2 separate regions of the Astyanax mexicanus genome follow, and region 2 is linked to region 1. The links are chromatin contacts, called in public Hi-C maps. All regions are on one chromosome and are shown on one strand. Each heading gives the region's core, a stretch centred on a gene start, on an enhancer-like site or on the middle of the called end of the contact. The rest is flanking DNA. Distances are from core to core; before and after follow the strand shown.

Region 1 (5,029 bases), core at 2,137-4,636:
AAAACAATCAAAAAATTGAAAAAGAGAATCTGGAGAAATCCCAGCATGCAAAGGACAAAACCAGTGGTCAGTATTGGAAGCTGGTGATCTTTAGGTCAAAAACTGTCATGATTCTGCACCAGGAATCACTGCATGCGCTCAAGAACACGTCTAGAAATCAATGTGTAGATACTGTATTAATTTAGGTTATCTATAAACTAAGACAGTAAACTAATCAGTAAAGCCTGTGTTTATCTTCTACCCTCAGCTCCAGTGATCAGTGTGAGTGATCATGGCCACATGCTGGATTCTGCACGCACCCCTGGCTCTGGAGAGAATGGACATGACCCCGCCCTCGAGCTCTCATCTGACTCAAAGGTGAGAAAACACTAACCTCCATCCCCACTCTCATCCTCACCTTTTACAGGTCATGAAAGAGCGAGAAGAAAAAAGGAGGAAGAAAAGAAAAGTGTGTACGTGTATTATTACTTAACCCTTTAAACAGTTATTGCTGATTTGAACAAAAAATCTATTTATTGTGATCAGGAATCTAAAAGTATCCTTTTTTAATGATTGGATTATGTGTGATTGATTTACTTTTCTCTACAGTTAAATTGGTTAAAATATTGAGTTTATACATAACCCTTGCTATCATGGATAAAATGTAACTGGAACTATTGATAATTTTATTGTAATTAAACTTTGCGATTATGATGATTTATTAGCATAATACATGGGGATTATGATGATATTGGAATGCATATTGGGATTATGGTCATTGATTCTGATAATACATTGGGATTATGATGATATATTGAAATTATATTGGAATTATGATTATTTATTGGAATGAATATTGGGATTATGATGATTTATTGGAAAGAATATTGATTATGATGATTGATTCTCATAATACATTGCGATTATGATTATTCATTCTCATAGTACTTTAGGATTACGATGATTGATTTTCATAATACATTGCAATTATAATGATTTATTGGTAAAACATTGATATTATGAATGATATTGGGATAAATGATAATGTTATTGAGAAAAAAAAACTATGGGAATTATTGATGTTCTTTATGATTGTGTTATTGATTATGATGTTATTCAGTTTATTTGTTGTATTATTGGAATTAGTGAATTATTAATATAATGCTGTTATTGGAATAAAACTTGTGATTTATGCATATTTAAATCATTTAAATATGCATCCCCCAGGCCTAGAATAGGTCATTCTTTTTTTTCTTAATTATTATAATTTAATTATTGTTCCTAATTCTGATGTATATGCTGGTGCAATTTTAGAAAACCATAATAACCACAATGTCTCCTATGATCTAATGTGTTATGGAGCTTAAAACAGGCTCTTGGAGTAAAAGGTTCTATTGTTTTTGTTTTAATTGTATAATTGCTTGTTGTTTTAATCTGTGAAGGATTTCACAGATTTCCTCTTGTTTACAAGAACTGAAACTATTGTGTATGTCCCTCTCGTACTAAAATCAACTTGTATCTGCCCTGCTGCTGAAAGCAGCTCTGTGTAGTCAGACTTGACTCATATAATGCCCCTGATGTCCAGTCTGTTCCAGCCTGCTCTGTATCCGCCGTCTCTGACTCAGACGCGACCTTCACATCTTTTTCAAAGGGCTGCATTCAGACCTATTGTGAGTGACCAGTCCGCCTAGTCATTCTCTTCTGACCCTCGATGTACCAAACAGAGGCCTTTCACAGAGACTTAAAGACAGCTTCAGCCTCTTACCATCCTGGAGATATTATTTATACGGCCCAAGTCACCAGTTCATCTGTCAAATGAATGCAGCTCATTTATACGGCTCTGACACTTACTGTTGTTGCTTACCCTTTGGAAGTCTACAGACATTAATGTTTTCATTCACTTTTACTAGTTATATACACAGAGAGGTTCTTCGAGCTTTACAAGTACAATATGACATTGTAACTAGGACTGTCATCTCAGACAAACAAGGTAGTGGTAAAGTGGTTCTTCCATCCCACAAGGTGATGATTTGGACCAGTTGCAGTCAGTGGAAGTTGGAGATTAGCATCAGTCACTGTCAGGGGAAGTTTTCAAAACAAACAAGGTGATTATTAGGAACAAACAGCTAAAATTTTGGCAGAAGCCAAACAAAATAAAATATTTGGCTGAAGTTACATTTAGCTAGCTGCCTTAGCGGTGCAATTTTAATCATAAATGTTCAAAATGGTGTAGTTTGCGTCGTAAATCTACCCCAGTAGTGTAATTCTAGTCATATATTTCCCTCAATAGTGCTTTTACATTTAAAACTTGCTATCGCAAATTTACTTCTGCAGTGCAAAAGTTATGAGAAAGAGAGTATCAGACTTATTTTAATATTGAATATCGGCTTAACACACTCCTAAATAGAATAAACGGCAACTTAGTGGCAGCTTAGCTTCCCATAAAATTCATGTCATTAAAAATAATTTCTTCTACCTACAGACACTAATTTTAAACAGTTTCTCCACTTATTTCAGTCAAACTATCAGAAACGATTCTATGACGTTGTCTCAGGTGATATCTGAGACACTTAAGGATTAAGCCTGGCTTAAGTTAAAATGCTGTCTGGAAAAGTGAGGAATGTTAACAGACCTGCGTCTTATGTTCTTATATAGTTATATAGCGATAAGTTCTTATCGAGGCTGGGCTGTAGTCTGGATGTTCTGCTGGACAGAGCCGTGCTGTTCTTTAACCTTGGGCCTCTAAGGCCTTGATGCTAGAATTTGTCATTTTTTCTTTTAAATATTTTTTTTAAACTAGAGTTCACACAAACAAACAAGCTTTTCTCAAACCCTCACTCTTTCCTTAATGTTCCTCTCCTACCCTGAACTGTTCACTCCCCTCCACAACCCTCTGCTGCACTGCAACCTTTTGACCTTACACTGTCTCACTTGACTAATGTTGTGTTTCTCTCTCCTTTTCTCTTTTTCCTGAACACTCTTTTGTTTTTCCTGTGCTGTTATTTTTTCTTTATGTCATGCACATGTTTTTTCACTCCCTCCCCCCTTTCTGTTTCTCATCTGTGCTTCCGTTTGTTTACCCCTTGCATGGCCAAATGCGGGTTGTCAATCACTCCTTATACACCTCCAGTCTCTCTTCATGTTTCCGTTTTCTCCTTCGTCGTCTTCCCTCTCCTCGCTCCCCCCGACTTTGGACACCATCTCCGAACTGGACATCTTGTCCGACATCTCTGAGGACGATCCTGACATTCCGTTTGACTCCTCTGACCCCTCTGCCTGGGTGGCCGGCGACCTTGGCAGCACTGGGAACCCCTCAAACCCTGGAAATCCCGAAATCCCTGCCGACTACGCCAATTTTGCCGTCGATGGCACATCCACAGCATCCTCCGCTCCACCAGGGGGCACTATTTCCGACCCAACTGACCTCTACCCTACCTCATGCTCCTCCAGAGCGTTTCCCAGAGTAGGCTCCACCCTCCTGGCCTTGCTTAAGGGTCTGCGGCTGCCCACCCTGCTGGATGAAGACGGTTACATCAGTCTGCCCTGTCTGCCGGAGGAGTGCACCGCCCTTTTGCCAGAGCGAATGCAGCGCTACCTGCCCCTCTCCTCGCCCTCCCTGCTCCCATCTTTCCTTCTCATCTTTGCTGTTTTCCTCTCCGCCTGCCACTCAGTGGTGCTCTCGCTGGCCCTGGCGCTGCCACTGGCTGTGTCACTGTGTTACCTAGAGCCCAAAACCCACACCCGCTTTTGGCCTGCAGAGGTTACAGTGGAAGCCACCTCTCAGGAGGAGACGTGTGACCCTGCTGCTTAAAACCGAACCAGATGTTTACCCCCACCCGCCTTACCTGTGTGTAGCGCTTAATTTGTGCCGGAGCTTCTCAGACTTTGAGCCATTATGATCTGTATTCCAATACTGTCAAATGATTACAGTGTAGCTTTAGGTTCCTTGTTTTTAAGATTTCCAGCATTTTACGTAGGAGCTAACTCCTGCTTGAACTTCGTTTTTTCATTGCTAAAAACTTTACATAGCTCTGATACCAAATATGGATCAAGTCACTGAATTCAAGCACATTAAAGGGTTTTGACTTAAATAAAGCACAAAAATGTGTGATGTCCATTTGAAGTAATTTTGATTACTTCGTATACCCACATCTCTACAACTTAACTCAGTCTTAATGATTTAACAATATGTGTGCAGAACTTTTGTAACACTGCCATTGTACATATTTTCTGTTCATATTTCAGTCTCATGATTTCTTTACAATCTGAGACAATAAGTTGGCTAAATGTTAACTGAATAGGCCAATATTAATATTAATGGAACATCCAATAATATTAAAGGTGAAGAATAAAAGTGGAGGAAAGGGTAGTAGTAATACTTATAATGCTGGCGTTGTGGTTTTGTATCCTTTTGCAAACATCCATACTTAAAACCAAGCCTAATCCATATTATACACTGCAAAAAATCTTAAGCAAATAAATCAGCCAATGGGCTAAGTTCATTTTTCTTAGTAAGATTTCTTAACATAAGCGATCTCAAAATATAAGCAAATTAATCATGCAAAAATGTGAACACAAGAATCAGAATAGCTTAAACTCTGACTTCTTCTGCTTATTTTGAGTTACTTAAAAAGACTTAAAATAAGGTGGAAATTCTAGGTAAGACTGACTATCATTATTCCTAAAATAAGCAATATAATCTTACACTTACAATGACAAGAAATCTCATCAGAGAAATATATTAGATTTATTGCCTTAAATTTTGATTATTTTACTTGTGTGTTTGAATAGTTCATAAACCCAAGACAATTATAATTATTATTTTTAAGTTTTTGGGGGGCTAATTTTTGACAATGGAAGTTTGTAAAATTACACTCAAGAGGCTAATTGTGCTACTGTCACATATTTTTAATGGCTGTAAATAAAGTGCAGTGGCTGGCTAAACAGATGTTTAACAAAGCCGTCACTGATCCTTTTTCAAATAGACCTAAATCGGACCCTGATACCCTGATTTTTTCAGATCATGCCTTCAAAAAGAACGCTTTGCATC
Region 2 (5,045 bases), core at 1,912-4,411, 110 kb before region 1:
GGGGTCCATCCCCAGTCCGTACCCTATACCGCTCCCTTAGGCGGTTATCCAGCCTCTGGGTGAGCTCAATGAGGTCATCAAGTGTAGTTGGTGAGTCGCGATGGGCGAGCTCATCCTTGAGATCCTCATTGAGCCCGTGATGGCATGCGCTAGCGAGCGCACTAGCGTTCCACCCACTTTCAGCCGCGAGCGTACGGAACTCGATGGCATACTCAGACACCGACCTCCTACCCTGACGCAGGTTCAGGAGGCGGGCCCCCGCCTCCTCTCCTCGAACCGGAAGGTCAAATGTTCGCGAAAGAGCTTCCGCGAACAGCATAGCTGTGGTGCAAACACCCGGCTGGTGTACCCATACTGGGGTTGCCCACGCTAATGCCTTTCCGGTGAGGAGGGAGACGATGTATGCCACCTTGGCCCGCTCCGACTGAAAGCGGGAGGGTTGTAGCTCGAAAGCCAGCGAGCACTGTAGGAGGAAACCCCTACAGCCCCCTGGCTCGCCCCCGTAGCGCATTGGAGCCGGTAACGGTGGCTCAACAAAATGTGCAGAGGGGGGTGCAGCCGCCACAGGCTGCTCTGCCAGAACAGGGTCCGGCCCCTGGGGAACTGGTTGAATGGTTGGGGGTGGGTTCCGGGCCAGCCTAGCCGTCAGACCCTGCAGCTGGGCTAAGATCTGCTGCAGGGTCTGCTCATGCTTCCCTATTGCCACCCCCTGGTTCCCCAGGGCAATTTTTACCTGCTCGAGATCCAACTGTTCTGCTGGATCCATGTTTGGGGCTGGATCTTTCTGTAATGGGTTGGAGTGCTACAGATAGGTGGCACTCCAGCCCAGAGAGTTGTAGAACCCAGTGGCAGAACAGTAGATCTCAAAGCAGGTAAACTCAAGAAAAAAGGGAAATAATGATAATAACAATAATAATTAATTATATATAATCATTAATATACATAAATATATATTAATAGGATATATAATATTATAATAATAAAATTATATGTATATATATATGTATGTATGTATATATAGATATAAATATATTTATATATATATATATATATATCCTTATTAAACCCCGCTCCACGCGGGAATCGAACCCAGGCTGTCGCGGTCGCAGCCCAGTGCTCTAACCGCTGCACCAGCGAGCGGATTGGGATGCGGCCGCTTTATTCGCCCTTGGAGCCTCCGCCGAAAGGGGCGGAGCAACGAAAACGGGCGGAGGACGAAAACGGGTGCAAAACAAAGCCACGCCTAGCGTGAGTGAAATAGTGGGGGAGAATGTAAACAAGACTCGCCGCGGAAGCTAACGGCTACCTCTTATGGCGCGAGGTAAAAACAAAAGAGCTTCCAAACTAAACAAAGAAGTGAATTGGGGTGCTTTTGGATTAAACGCTGCTCCACCAGAGAGAAGAGGAACAGCGAGGGGAGAGAAAAGGTGAGCACACCGCGCGCCTCGCAGCGGCTACCACACACACACAAACACAGACACACAGACCCGAGAGAAAGGGGGGTTAGCCGCGGAGCACACCGCACAACACGACTACACCACACTCGAGATATAAAGGGACAGAGGAAGCTACTTATGCGGGAGGAGTATGCCAGCGGTGCTGGATCATACTCTCTCCAAAGGGATAGCAGGAAGAGAAGGGGAAAAAGAGCAGAGGCTCGGTCTAGAAACCGGCATAGATTCGCTCCCACGAGCTTCAAAGATCCAGCCCCGAGGACCTGAATCTCAGGGTTTATATAGGGGCAAACCCAGGTGGAGTGGATCAGGTCTGATTAGGGGCTCAAGACCTCCCCCTGGCGGCCGAAGAAGCACTCGGCCGGCCCCTAGCCATTACAGAATTATTCAGTATCTGCAATGAATTATTCAGTATCTACTATGAATTATTTAGTATTTAATAGGAATTGATAATTTTTTACTATGAATTATTCAATAACAACTATGATATTTTCAGAATCTACTATGGATTATTTAGTATTTATAATGAATTAATATATTTTTCTAATGAATTATTCATTAACGACTGAATTATTCAGCATATACCATAGATTATTTAGTATGTACTCCGAATGAATACATTTTACTTTTAATTGTTCAGTAATGTCTATAAATTATTCAAATTCAGCTCTGATGTATTTAGTATCTTTTATAAATAATTTAGTATCTACTATTAATTAATTAGAACCTACGATGTATTATTCAGTACTTACTATTAACTTTTCAGAATTCACTATTTAACAACCACTATCTACTATGAATTATCCAGTACCTACCCTGTCACCTACTATGCAAATAATATATATACATGAAGTTTGTATCTACATACAGCACCTTCAGATTTAACAGGTAACTCCTCTTTGACCTTTGCCCCTGGCCAATAGCCAGAGTAGCTATTTTTAGTGATAGAGATTTAGCCCTGTTTAACTCTGTCCTGAAGCCACAACACTGCTGAGACAGGTGATGTTGTGCAACACTGTAACCGTGAGTTAGCTGAAGATAGAAGGCACTAGCAGCCTCTAGGAGCTCCTCTTTATGGTTCTCTCTCCTGCATTTGATTTGATTTCTGGGGGCCAGATGGTGGATTGGGATAAGTCCTTTCAGCTCTAATCCTTTTTCCCCAAATCTGGACAGTCATGCAGCTACGCAGCAAACTGCAGGGGTGAGGAAGTGAATTTCAGCCCAGGTTATATATCCTGGCACTTCTAATAGAAACAGATATCGCTAATCAACTTGAATCCACCTGTTCAAAGTCTCCATTTGTAGATCGGCCTGTCGGAAGAGATTGTTTGAGTTCACTAAGGTAAGGTAGGTCTGGTTTCTGGTTTTTTATTGGTTTGTTTGCTGTTATACTTTTTAATGCAGATGTGATAAGCCCTGATTAATGCCTGAATAATATGAATCAGGTGTGTTTCTCAGAGCAGGGAACACATTATAGTGTTAGATGGGGTCCAAAAGCCACCTTACGAGACCTTAATTTATGTAAAACTGTGTTTTGTACTGTTAGAGTCAGGGTTGTCAGGTTTATTGTATTGTGAGTTGATTTCAATGCCAAAGCCTCACCAATTTGTATGTGTGTGTTTCTCTGTCTATAATCTGTGATGACCGGATCTGTTTGTGTGATGTTGACCCACGTGGACTGGATGGATCTGTATGGCTTCATCTTCATCTGGACGCTGGCATGTCTTCTGGTGAGTTGGAAGCTGTTCCAAATTACACATGATCTTAAAACTTACTGTATCTCACCTTAGTTCAGGTACACTCAGCACTGTGGTATTTTGACACCTTAAAATGTTTCATAGGATGGTCCACACCACATCACATCACCCCATAATTGCATACATAAGCTACTATTTGATTTATAGTAGATACTAAATAACTTATAGAAAATATAAAATAATGCATATAATACTTACTAAACAAACAGTAGCCATTACTGAACAATTCATAGAAAATATTAGACATAGTATGTACAGAATGGTTTATTTACTGGTAATAAATGAGTATATAGTAGATGCTGTGTAATCCGTAGAAGCTAATAAAAAATGATAGTAGTTATTGGATAATTGATAGTATAAACAGTATATACACTCAGTCATTAAGATTAGATACTGAATAATTCATAGTAGTTACTAAATAATTAATAGCTGGTGACAATAAAACAAAAATATACGCATCATAAATTGGTTATAATAAATACGTCATAACATACAAATCCAAAATGTTTCATATTTTTTCTGCTTATTTTCATCTAATTTATTACTATACATCTCTGCAGCATACTCCGATAACATTTAACCTGTAAAGTATTTACAATTTTGTTATTTTGCCTTTCTTTGTTTGACAATGAGGATTTCAAATGACCCAGGGCCCTATCTTACACCCTGTGCAAGGTGTGTTGCAATGCTCATTGTTATCTTACACCCCACAGACAGTCTAGTTTCACACCATGCATCTGCAACATTTAAATAGTGATGGGGTTTAGAAACATATGTGCGCCGATGGCTTTGTTTGTCTGGAAATTAGGTGTATTCCGATACACCTAATTTCTCTGACAACAGAGATCGGTCAGACTATTGCATTGCTATCTTGGCTACCAAGATGTGCACCTTGTGCACAGCGCACATATGCCCACACTTGTTACACACATACATGGACATACAGCCGTTCGCAAACCCAACTTTTACATCAACAATAAACAAAATACTGAAAAATAAAACATTGCTGTTTCTGTAAATGACCTGCTTGCACACCTTCACAGTATAATCAAGCAGGTTATCTCTGCTGAAAAGCGCAGAAACGCTGCACCATTAAAATAGCAATCTGCCAAAGTCAGAGTACACCTGGCACTGAAAGTTTTTTTTTTATTTAGCATTTATTTATTTACCATTATGCTCAAAACACAACCATAATTAATGAAGAGAATAAGTACATGCCTTTTGCATGTTTGGAGCCACGCAAGGCATAGTTTTTGGATCTTCATGATATCAAACACACACTGACCTAAATCAAGCTGTGCGGTGAACGGTTGGTGACTCGGCAATAGGTCGCTAAAATAGGGCCCCAATGGCGCAGAGTGGTCCAGCAGGCTAAGTGCTGCTAATATGATTGGGAGATCGCTGGTTTGAATCCCGGTCATGCAGCTTGCCGTCACCTGCCGGAGCCCTGAGAGACCACAATTGGCCTTGTTCTCTCTCTAGGGTGATGTCAATCAGCACAAGGTATCTGTGAGCTGATGTATCGGAACCGAGTTGCTGCGCTTTCCTCCAATGCTGCATCAGTAACAGTTGTAAAAGATGCAGACTTCACGTGTATCAAAGGAGGCATGTGCCTCACTCTTCTTGTGTTGTGTATTGTGATATACAGCTGAGTAGCAGCTGAATGGTTGGGACATAAATTGGGAAGTAAAAAAAAATAGGGCCCCAGTGTTATTTTGTCCCATTCCCCTGCAATAAAGTGCAGGGTCATTGTTGTTAATTTTTCTTTTTAAAAATTTCCTTGATGCAGTGCTATCAGGAGCAGATATCACAGGTGTTCAGCTTCTGGCTTGAG

The links. A called contact is a pair of places that touch in the nucleus more often than the background predicts.
Region 2: a Hi-C map of muscle shows a contact between it and region 1, with 13 times the contacts expected there. The contact joins the promoter of epb41l2 here to the enhancer-like site in region 1. A contact is called at or near these places in 2 of 3 Hi-C or Micro-C datasets (both in muscle).

The regions. Positions count from the first base shown.
Region 1 is chr1:41,559,233-41,564,261 of AstMex3_surface, reverse strand. It overlaps epb41l2 (erythrocyte membrane protein band 4.1 like 2), which reads left to right. Exons shown (of 25, transcript XM_049478882.1): 13 at 248-357. Among protein-coding and RNA genes, the nearest start is that of epb41l2, 110 kb to the left of the region's middle. Within about 2 kb of position 3,386, the one cell type or tissue checked has an H3K27ac peak away from gene starts, as active enhancers do.
Region 2 is chr1:41,666,365-41,671,409 of AstMex3_surface, reverse strand. epb41l2 (erythrocyte membrane protein band 4.1 like 2) reads left to right here and starts at 3,161. Exons shown (of 25, transcript XM_049478882.1): 1 at 3,161-3,184.